Regions from separate parts of the Mus musculus genome. Here region 1 is linked to region 2. Evidence: chromatin contacts called from public HiChIP or PLAC-seq data. All regions are on one chromosome and are shown on one strand. The core of a region is the stretch at or near the end of the contact, and the rest is flanking DNA. Distances in the headings are between cores, read along the strand shown. Region 1 has its middle 22 kb from the start of Gm41600. Region 2 overlaps Gm19585 (predicted gene, 19585).

Evidence for each region. HiChIP or PLAC-seq counts read pairs in DNA pulled down with a chosen protein or histone mark.
Region 1: an H3K4me3 HiChIP or PLAC-seq map of the SCID.adh cell line shows a contact between it and region 2, with 10 read pairs. The contact joins two enhancer-like sites. A contact is called at or near these places in 1 of 484 Hi-C or Micro-C datasets (DN3 thymocytes) and 4 of 115 datasets of contacts at active chromatin or transcription factors (CD8 T cells, the SCID.adh cell line, double positive thymocytes and 1 more).

What each region holds. Positions count from the first base shown.
Region 1 is chr17:52,279,574-52,284,921 of GRCm38.p6, reverse strand. No RefSeq gene overlaps it. Among named protein-coding and RNA genes, the nearest start is that of Gm41600, 22 kb to the left of the region's middle. Within about 2 kb of position 2,806, at least 9 of the 459 cell types and tissues checked have an H3K27ac peak or open chromatin away from gene starts, as enhancers often do. A contact at or near this core is called in the SCID.adh cell line and double positive thymocytes, where this site is marked.
Region 2 is chr17:52,158,971-52,164,553 of GRCm38.p6, reverse strand. Gm19585 (predicted gene, 19585) reads right to left here. Exons shown (of 4, transcript NR_155494.1): 3 at 4,136-4,214; 4 at 1,068-1,760. Among named protein-coding and RNA genes, the nearest start is that of Gm19585, 12 kb to the right of the region's middle. Within about 2 kb of position 1,788, at least 81 of the 459 cell types and tissues checked have an H3K27ac peak or open chromatin away from gene starts, as enhancers often do. A contact at or near this core is called in the SCID.adh cell line and double positive thymocytes, where this site is marked.

The DNA.
Region 1 (5,348 bases), core at 1,557-4,056, 120 kb before region 2:
CTGGCACTGCAAGTATGTAAATAAAGTATTAGTCAATGACAAGGAGACTGGTGATTGGTGGAGTTTAATGAGCTCTCCTAGTCTGCTCCCTAATGCTACAAGTCCCCAAAAATACTATATAAGAAGGGAAATCTTTAAGAAATTCTAAACATTTCCCCTAATGTTTTCCCTCCTAATACATCTTCACTCCATTTAAAGAGAAGTAACCAGGAGTCCAGGAAGAGAAAACTCTTAAGAACAGAAGCTCTGACTGACTGGCATGCTAATATCGAAAGAACTCTGTTTTTCACCACTTTTAAAATCTTCAGGCAGACCTGAGAGGAAAGTCAAATGGGATCTCCCTTCCCCAAAACTAACATGAATTCTAACAGCATGAAGGAGAGAGAACAATGATATCAGGATGACACAGCCCACTTGGGCAATTGTTGCCTCCAACCATACTAGATACACACACATATACACCCATATAAACATGCACTCAAACATATACACATGTATATACATATACGGACAAACATGAGTTTTACTAAGTGATACAAAGATAGGGAAACAACTCAAATCCACCTAGAGAGTAAGAGAACCAGACTTTTGAGCTACATATGGTAGCAGATGCTGTAATACTAACATTCCAGAGACTGAGGGAAGAGGGTTACAAGTTCAAGATGAAGGGAAGAAAGAAAAGAAAGGAGAGAAGGGAAAGAAGGAAGGAAGGACCTGGGCAGTGGTGGTGCATGCCTTTAATCTCAGCACTTGGGAGGCAGAGGCAGGTGGATTTCTGAGTTCAAGGCCATCCTGGTCTAAAAAGTGAGTTCCAGGACAGTCAGAGCTATACAGAGAAACCCTGTCTCAAAAAAAAAAAGAAAAAGAAAGAGAGAGAGAGAAGGAAGGAAGGAAGGAAGGAAGGAAGGAAGGAAGGAAGGAAGGAAGGAAGGAAGGAAGGAAGGAAGGAAACAGATCTCAGAAAAAAAATGACAATCCGAATGTCTGAAGGGAAAAAAGGAAGACAATATTCCATAGAGATGCCACCCCTGTAACAAAGAAGCCATACACTAGGTGGGAGAGTCCGGGACAACAAAGGAGGAAAATGAAAAGAAGCAATGAAGGAAGAAAGAGACATGAGAAAAAGAAAATGATGAACAAAAATGCTGTGGAAAGCTTACTCTTTTCTATGGGGTTTACATTAAAAAAACCAGTCAACACCAATTCGTCATATTAACAAAATAAAAAATGAAACCATTTGATCAGATCATCTCAACAGAAGCAGGAAAACCACTTAACCAACTCCAATACCCACTCAGGATAAAAATTCTCAGAAAAAAAACATTAAATAAATCTTATTCAGACACTCAGCTTCTTGGGTGGTATTAGCAAAATGGTCATGAAGATCTTGGAAATTTAACCAGTGACAGGGGTGGAAAGAAATAGAAAAAATCACCAAATCTCTATGCACTATCCTTCAGTGGTACAGACAGTTGGAGCAAGGCCTTGGGTGAAAACACATCACCACCTACCACGGAAGGCCAGTGGATTCATTTAGTTCTGAAAGGCATGGTCTGATGAGCACAAACAGTACTTAAAAATCACTGAGCATCCTAATTAAGAGCCTACTTCATTTTTATAAAATGTCCTATAAGCCCCAGAGCTCTGTCCATCTTCTACTTCTGGCTACTAACATTATTTTAAAGATTTATTTTCCATTATGAGTCGTGTTTTATGTCAGAGTGTGCACATGTGCATACAGGTACCAAGAGGCTAGAAGGAAGTGTCGCATCCCTTGGAGTTGGGCTTATAGACAGTCCAGCATTGAGTCTTGGGCACTTCTGGGCCATCACTGCAGACTCACCCATCATATTTTTATTTCTCTTGTTTTTCTATTCATATTGTGATTTCTTTTATTTGGTTATAAACTCTTTGGAAAAAATAACTGTGAACTCATCATCTTTGTCTTCCCTTGGAGCTTGAATGCAGAGATTCTCGTGGCTTCTCAGCATTGACTTGTTGAATAAGTCAATAAGTTAAATAAATGGACTGAGATGCCATTCTAAAGTGCAGAGTATGAGCCAGACAAAAGAAGGTTTGTATTCTTGGCCGGGCTCAGTCTTTAATTTCATGCCTGCAGAAGTCTCCACCTCCTTCGCTTTTAGTGTCCTTTCCTCTTAAATGAAGGAATTGGAATTCATTACAGAGTCTTGTGATTTCTCCCAGCTGTGCATTTGTAGCTCGTTATGAATTTTTGAAGACTAACTTGGAAGTGACTTGTCTCTTGCATACATGAACAATGCCATGGCTATCACAGCCTGAAGTTCTTTTCAACATCATGATACGGATGTACAAGAAGCTACCTCTGGGTCTCCAGTAGAAACTGTGGCAGTGACAGAGACAGGTGTTTAAAGTAGGGCATCTTATAGGGCTTCCCACATCTTGTGGTAATGCTGAAGAACAGAAGAACAAAGAAATTTGGGTAAGATAAGAGTGTTGCAGGTGTGCCTGCAGTTAAAGGGTGCAGGGCTGTGAAACTCACCGAGTTTAGAGGGAATGAAACAGAGCTGCAACTCCCCCACCCATACACTTTTTAGAGACGGGATTTACATGGGAACTGTTTCCAGTGTGGGACCAGCCTAATGATTTTATCTCATTCTCTATCTGACTTCCCTCCAGTGAATCTTGTAAAGGAACCAGCTACCTGATCCTTTAATCCAGCTAACATTTTATAAAAGAAGATTCAAATTAGTTTTGCTTATTCCAGATGCTTTATATGCAAATGAGCCTCAGAGTTGGTGCCTGAGTCTAAGCAGACACCATGATGTGATGGAGGAAATACTCCCACCTGACAGCCTTCCCCAAACAATGGTATCATTCTTCTTCTCCATGCTGCTGGTGGCTCCCTCCTCCCAAGAGAAGGCTTTGAGAATGCTCAGGTATCCACTGTGCAGCTCTTCGATTCCCTAGGATGAACTCCAGATTCCTTGTCTGTGTAATTGTCTTCCACTTTCCCCAAACAACATGTGGATCACTACCCGTGCCTTCTATAAAAAGCATTACCTATGCAGTATTAATCAGAGTTTGCAAGTCAAATATTAAGATCATTCCTTGGGGTAATTCGATGGTACAACACTGCCATTTGATTTTCCCCTTTGCAACTCTAACTAGACAAGAGAGACTGAAAATGTTGAGCTAGAAATTATTTATTTAAAGCCACAAGCCAACACACGTAGACTCTGGCTAAAGATTGCTTAATCTCCTCCTAACAAAAGTGGCATCTTAATGCAGAACAGTGTGACACTCCATCCTTGCCTGTAGGCCAGGGCTTCCATTTCCCCATGCAGCCTGGCATTTGCCCTCCAGCATTCCCACGTTACTCCACTCCAAATGGAAGTGCTCTTAATTTCAAATGATTTATTGGGGACAAGTGGGAGGCTAGTCCAATCTAAGTCTGTATTTGACTTTCCACGTCTCTGGGGCAGATTACAAGAAGGTATCTTACACTGTAAAGTGGGGAGGGGTAAAAGAGAAGAGTTAAGTCCAAGGACAGCAACTAAATTGCCAACTGTCAGGGGAACTCCCATGGGGTAATTTCTTACAGATTGGTTCAGTTGGACTATTCAGAATAGAGTACTAACCAGGTGAAACAGCATGGTAGCACTGGCCACTATTTCTTGACACTCCTACTCCCACAGCAATGGCTTGTGTTGCTACCCTTTCTGCATGCTAAAGATATTATCACTTTCTGTATCTCTAGCATTTGTCTATGATCTACTCATATGGAAAGCTCTGAATTTATTATCCTGATCCTTCTGCAGAATGCCAATCAAATAATAGATACTCCAGAAAAATGCTAAGTCAATGAAAGTATGTGGGGTTAGTCCCTACTGTATCTGAGCTAAAGCAGATATGGCTTAAGGAAGAAGGTGTTATATTTAAATAGTGGAATCTGAACTGAGTGAGCATACTGCTTGAGATCTCACCAGCCTTGTGTAGAATATCGGCTGGAAGCTGAAGCATTGCACATCCCCACAGAACATTCTGCAATAGCAGAAATGTTCTCTATCTGAGTTGTTTAATATGCATAGCCACTCATCAGTTCAGCCACTGGACATGTGACTTTCAATGCTACTTAGTTTTGATAAATTAGTTTACATAGTTGCATGGGACTTAGTTGCTTATAAGACAGCATAGGTTTGGAGATATCCCCAGAAATTACTCTTTGATATTTTTCAGAGGGAAAAGTATATTGCTCACATGTGTGCGTGTACTTGCTATGTTACAAGGGGTTGCTGACCAACTTAGGGTATGCAGAGTGTGGTTATTATGAGGGTATCTTTCAAGAAAGACGGACTTCTTTTAGAGTTTTTGGCTTTGCACTCACTAGCTATAAGACCTTGAATACCTCGATGTTACTATTGGCAAGCAGAGTTCACCATGCTGCCAAGTGTATCAGATTAAAAAACCTTAATTTTCTGGGAAAGATAGAATAGTGTCAACATCATTCTAAAAATGAGTTGTTGATGTGTGGTATCCTACTAAAAAAATCTGTATGATTTTAGGCACCACACACTTACATTTACATGCAGGCACACATACATATACAACTCATGCCCAAGTATTCACACATGCATGTGCCCCCCACACACACAAGTGAACACACATATATATCACACCTACTATGTACTGCAGTTATGATTCTTCCTCCTTTATTAAAAAAAAAAAGTATGTCACTTGTCCTAACTACAAGCCTTTGACCTAATGACTCTGACAAGAGAGCTGCAACATCATTTCGTCAAAGGAGCTAGTCAGACAATATATTCTGGCCACAGTTTCCCCTCCCCCAACGTCTCTCAGATCCTTCCAATTTCCCCACCCATCCAACTCAATGCCCTTCCTTTCTCTCACTCTTTAAAAAAGCAGAAAGTAAAATAAAAACCAAACTAGAATAGTAAAAATGGAAAAAACAACACACAAGAAACACACACAACAAAAGATATAGAAACACAAAACTGGAAGCCATAACATTTAAAAAAAAAAAAAAGATTAGTGAGACTTGTCCAAATCAAAAAATATGAGACAAAAAAAAACCAAAACAAACAATCAAACAAAAACAACAACAACAACAAAAACCCTCTACCATTGAGTTTCTTTTGTGTTGCTCATCAGATGCTGGACATAGCACCCACTCTTAAGTGTGGTTAATATCTACAGTGAGACTCTATTGGAAAAAAAGTAAGTTTTCCTTTGCAAATAGACGTCAGTGGAATATCTCCTTGGTTATGAATGGGAGTCAGTATCCCCTTCCCTACTCAGCAGTGGGACTCCATCTGGCTGAAACCTGTGCAGACCGTGTGCATGCTGCC
Region 2 (5,583 bases), core at 539-3,038:
TAAACCCAAGGATGCACCTGTCTTGGCCCCTGTTGCAACTGGAATTTCAGAGGACTGCCTTTACACCTGACTTTTACACGGGTGCCGGGGACTCGAACTCCTGCCTTCACACTTGCACAGCAGGCACTTACTCCTCCATGCTCCCGGGATGCTAAGTAACTTTGAAGAGCATATTTGAAGTCTATGCCTTGCCACTTTCTCTGGCAGAGGTTTAAGACCACACTAAATGGAAACAGAAAAAGAAATGTTGGAATAGGGAGAAACTAGCCAAGTACATAAAGAATAAAATGTAGAAACAGCAAGTATGGACAAGACCATCTTTGTAGTATAATTCTTTTCTTCCTCCAAAAAAACTTCTGTCATCTCAAATGTGTGCCTATGCCATTGTACTCACTCTTCTCTGTTATTTAATCTGTACAGTAATCACTAGTCTGTTTTTCCTTTTAATATTTTACACTTGGCCCCAGATAGGGAAGAGTGACTGGAACAAAACCGGTTAATACATAGCTTTTTGTGTTCCATTTTTGTAGGTTTTAAAAACTCCAAGGTTGGACACAGAATAAATTAATTCTTTAAAACATTTTACTCTATTCATTTATTTACTGTGTGTGGAGGCATACCACAGTATGCACAATGGAGGACTGTGGACAACCAGAGTGGACCACATGGTGGGAGAAGGGATCAAGATCATGCTGTCAGCTTTGTTAGCAAGTTCTGTTACCCACTGAGCCATCTTGCTGGTCCAGAGTATGTGGTCTTTAACAAATGCATATGGAGGCCTATGAGATGGGTGGCTGAGGTATATAAGATGCTGCTCCAGTCAACCCAGCAATCCTGAAGAGAGTCTGAAGACACTTTCGGTCTTGAGCAGGTCTTCTACTCCAGTTCGGATAAAATGATGCTGAGATACAGAAAGGGGATGAAGTAATCCACAACTCACAATAGGTCACCTGGACATGTATGTCCCAACATGACATCTGTATGTCAATATTTTGTTTTAAGCCTCGAGTAGCCTCAGACTGCTATAAACAGAAGAATAAATGAACATAGAAGTAGACTGGAGGGCTTACATTTATTTGTTTATTTATTTATTTATATCTATTTATTTTACAATCATCTCCCATAGTCTGGCATTTATAAACCCTTAACTACTTATCATCAATCATTTTTGGTCAACTTTGATGTGAGAATGATTTTTATCAAGTGTCCAGGAAACACACCTGGGTAGATCTGCAGAATGGCCCAGAGTATGAGAGGCCATGTAGAAACAGGAAGCCGAACTTCAGTTGAAAGAGTTCATGTTTTCTCTCTGTTCAGATCTCAGACTAAATTTGGCAAGCTGTGAGTGCCCGTGCAAGGGAAGGAAATGCATAACAGAGCAGAGCAACTCATCTTTCATGGCTTTTGGGAAATTATTTGACAGATCCACAGTCATATTATTCTTTAAAAACTCTTTCATGAGGCATTTCCCAAGAAATTCTGATGTTGACTGTGGTGGACTGACGGGTTGTGTTTACGTACTTCTAAGGGACCACAAGTCTACCTGTGTGTGAATGAGCGCCTTCCTAATAAGTAAATGACTCTGCTTTCATGTGTTTAATAATATTTAGACTTCACTTTTTCTTTTTTTTTTCCCCTTATGTTCTCCCAAAGAAGTTTCGGTCTCTCCCATCATGTGTTGTTGTGGTGGTGAGGTTATTTTTCTTGATGAGTCGCACCCACTCACAGTCAACTTGAAGGTCTTTTCCACTGCAGACAGCCTGTGAATGCGCAAAAGGAAGCTGGTTATCTCCACATCAGCAACTCACATCACAGCGTGATCAGAAGTGACATCACTGTGTGGTTTCACTAATGATATTTAAAGGAGATCACTATTTTCAGTTGCTTTTTTAGTCTCAGAAACCTCTGCATCTCCTTCCACTTCGCTGCCCATCTGTCACCCCTCCTCTGTCCCACCAGATTCCTTCTCAGCACTACTCTCCTCTCCATTTCCAGCCTGTGATGACAATGGGTCCTCTCAGGTTTTTCTGGGGTTGTTTTGTTTTGTTTTTTAAAAAAGAGAAAAGTCAAGTCCATTAATACTATTGACTTGGTAACTTTTTTTTCCCAGAATAAGATCTGAGAAGAATTCGAGAAAACCACAGATACTAGAACTGATGAAGACTGTTTCCTGTGAATTTGTGTGGCTTGCTCACCAAGACACCCTCTGCTAGTCTCATTCTTCCTTCTATAAACAATTTCTGCAATTGGCCCTAAAACCCTCTTGGAATGAAGACACAATTCTTACATGCGAACACTTCAATCCAGGTCCAGTTGTAGATCAACAGGACCTACACAGGGAAGCATCTTTGTACAGACATCTCTTAAACAATTGTAGTGAAATGATCTGGTTTGAAATAGGTGTCCAGAAGAAAGTCCTTACCTTTGCGTATGCAGTGGAAACCCTCCGTTTTATGTTTACAGTGATAAAATTTGTATATGTGTGTATGCATGCATGCATGTGTACATATATATATATATATATATATATATATATATATGTATATATTTGTGTTTTGGAGTGCAGGTAAGGAAGGGCTGAAAAGTGATGTGTGGGGGAAAAACAGAAATCACATACACTAACATTCCAATAGAGGAGTTTGTAATGAGCATACAAATGGTAGCAGGATGTGCATTTATTAATATTTTATGGAACTGGGTGCCATGAAATGATATCGGTCTCCACAGCATCATCTTTATAACATGTGAGACCACAAGATTCTCCAGCCATAGTCACTGAGCCTCTTGGGCTCTATCTTCCTCCAGTCTAAAATAGTTTCTTAACCCCATCACAGTCGGCTTGGGGGGATGGATGCTTCTTGTGATAGGGTTTACTTAACAGCATTCCTGGTTTCTGCTTGTCAGACACCAGTATGTTCTATCAGTTTTAACAGTCTCCAGACAGAGCCAGATGTTTCTCAAGGGAGCTGAACAGGCAAAATACCCTATAGCTTACAACCAGTAAATAAAAATAATTAAAGTTTATAATATCTTTCTATTCTAAAACTTGGTGAGAAGAACATCTAAGATACTTTTTTAGAATGTATTTTACTTACCTTTTAACTATTTTACAAATACATAATAAAATGTTTTGACCATATTCACCCACCTAGCACCTACTCTCAAACCCCTTGGTACTGCTAAACCCCATAGTCAATTCATAAAAGATATTTTTTAAAAAATTCTTAATTCATACCAGTTAAGATTGAAGAGAGAAAAGTAACCAAGTTATATTTTTAGACTTGTGAGTGGAACTAAAGAACTAAAGGCAAAGACATCTTCATCATTAACCAAGCACTTAGCCCCTACTAAGAACAAATCTTGAGAAATAAGAGAGAATTTGCTCACAATATACTACATGAAACATCTCTAGTGGAGTGTCTCATCTCTTGTAGGGAGAGAGTAGCAGGTAGCATAATTAGCTTCGGCTTACAAAACAGTGGGCCTCTAGCTTAGGAACAACTCACCGAGGAGCACACTACCAGGGAATGGGGAGCACAGACTTGAAGTGTAGTGTGCTTCTCCTCAAAGGAGTACTGACATTGCTTTGTACTGCTTTGTCTGGGACATTAGGACAGGTTGTCACTTCAATGTTAAATATGAATGGATTCAGCCCTTGTCTCTCAGTCCCAGTGGTAAGGATAGTCACCAACTTTGTCTTTCACATGAATCAAATTAGAGAAGCCTAGATATGTGCTACCTGCTGCAGGTCACACACTTGGTGGAAAGTTGAGACTCAGGTCAGGCAAAGATCCTACTCATGTCACTTTGTTATCTTTAACACAGAAAAACTCCCTTCCAGTCCTGACTATCCTATAAGAATTCATGTAAGTTTGTTCCATATTCAGTAGTGTGTTTTAGATGGTCAGGGTATCATGAACCTCTTTTTTATAAAGACATCGACACAGTAAAATTAAAAAAAATAGTATCATAGTTATGACATTTAAGAGATTCTCTGTGGATCTCAATACAGAAAACAATGTCTGAGCTTCATTTCACACATGCTATAAAAGAGTGAGACATTTGAAATACCATCACAGGCAAGAAGTGCTACCTACAGTATGACTATAACCACCCACATATAGCTTATACTTACCAAGCAGTCTCTATTGTAGACTTGAGGCCATCCACTAGGAATACCCATGAAGAAGCCAGATCCCTATAGAGCTCAAACCCTAGGATTAACAGAAACCATCACTAAGGCTTATGAAATAGGAGCAAGGATGTACAGATGAGAGCAAATGTTTCTAATGAGTAAAGTTTGCCCAGGAAGAGTGCTAAAGTAAGGCTCTCATATGACTACGGTGTTTGGCAGATATGAACAGACAAATATAGGGTATGAAAGTAGATAGAGTTCACAGAGACATTGCTCTTTGGCTAAAGAAAAGAGACTGCAGAGAGGTAAGAAGAGACTAGAAAAATAGATCAGAGTAACAAAGGAGAGAGACTTGAACTTTCATGTCAATAAATCTAGGGTATTTTGTGTTTGGAGGAATGCAGTATGTATCAGCTACATTGGGGAAGTCTAAGCAAGAGAATGCAGAATAATACTTGTGCTTTAGAAAGATTGCTCTTCACTTCTAAGGAAATGGATTTGGCTTGCCCAGTTTGTTCATTGTCTTTCTCTTTCCAGAGTTCCTATGTATCAGACAAACATAATATACTAATACAGAGCACCTACCAGTAGGACCCCATATTCTTGCCATTTCCCTAACATGGGACTAATGAGAGTCCTCTGTAGGAATCTTCCTGACGATCCCCATGAGCAGTGGGTGTAGACCATTTAGCTGGTTTGTCCTTGTTTTCTTTCCCATGGGGGAAAATGTCTCTTAAGAGCCTATGAAGTCTTGCTGCATAAACAAGCAATTCACCTTTAGTATTTTGTCTCTGCAAAGCAGTTTGTAAACAGAATTTCTCAAAGCGCTAACAAACATGCGTAAAGACATGTTCTTCCATGTAGTAGAAACGAAAAGCACTAGAGAAAGGGATTGAACTTGCTTTGGCCTCTCAGTCATGAACAGATCCTGTAAATGAAGTATCTGTCCATCTTGAGTGTCCATACTGGGCAGGGCTGGACATCTCATGAATGATGTTGAACATTTTGAAAGAGAAAGCTCAATGCTTAGGCCATTACACTCTCAAGGGTAGTTAAGTAACAGTATCAGCTCAATTTTTTGTCACACATGGCTATAACCATGAGCAAGGAATTTAGGGAATCCACAGAAATTAATGAAGCCAGCCCACAATATAAATTATATGAGAAGAACTTCTATGGAAATCTGTGTGTCCCATTTTTCTTTGGCCACCAGGCAGAAGGCAAGCTCACACTAGCACACTCTTGATTCCTAATAGGCACCTAGGTCCAAAGCATTATCTATAAAAATGATACATAGTATCCACGCTTGCAGAATGAGCATAACCTCTTGCATTGGGAAGACCTTGCCCTGTCAATCACACAGTTCAGCCACAGGAAATTTCACAACTCTTTTCCAAAATGTAACTCACACCAACACCAGGGCCTCATTTCCTCCATACCTGGAGCTT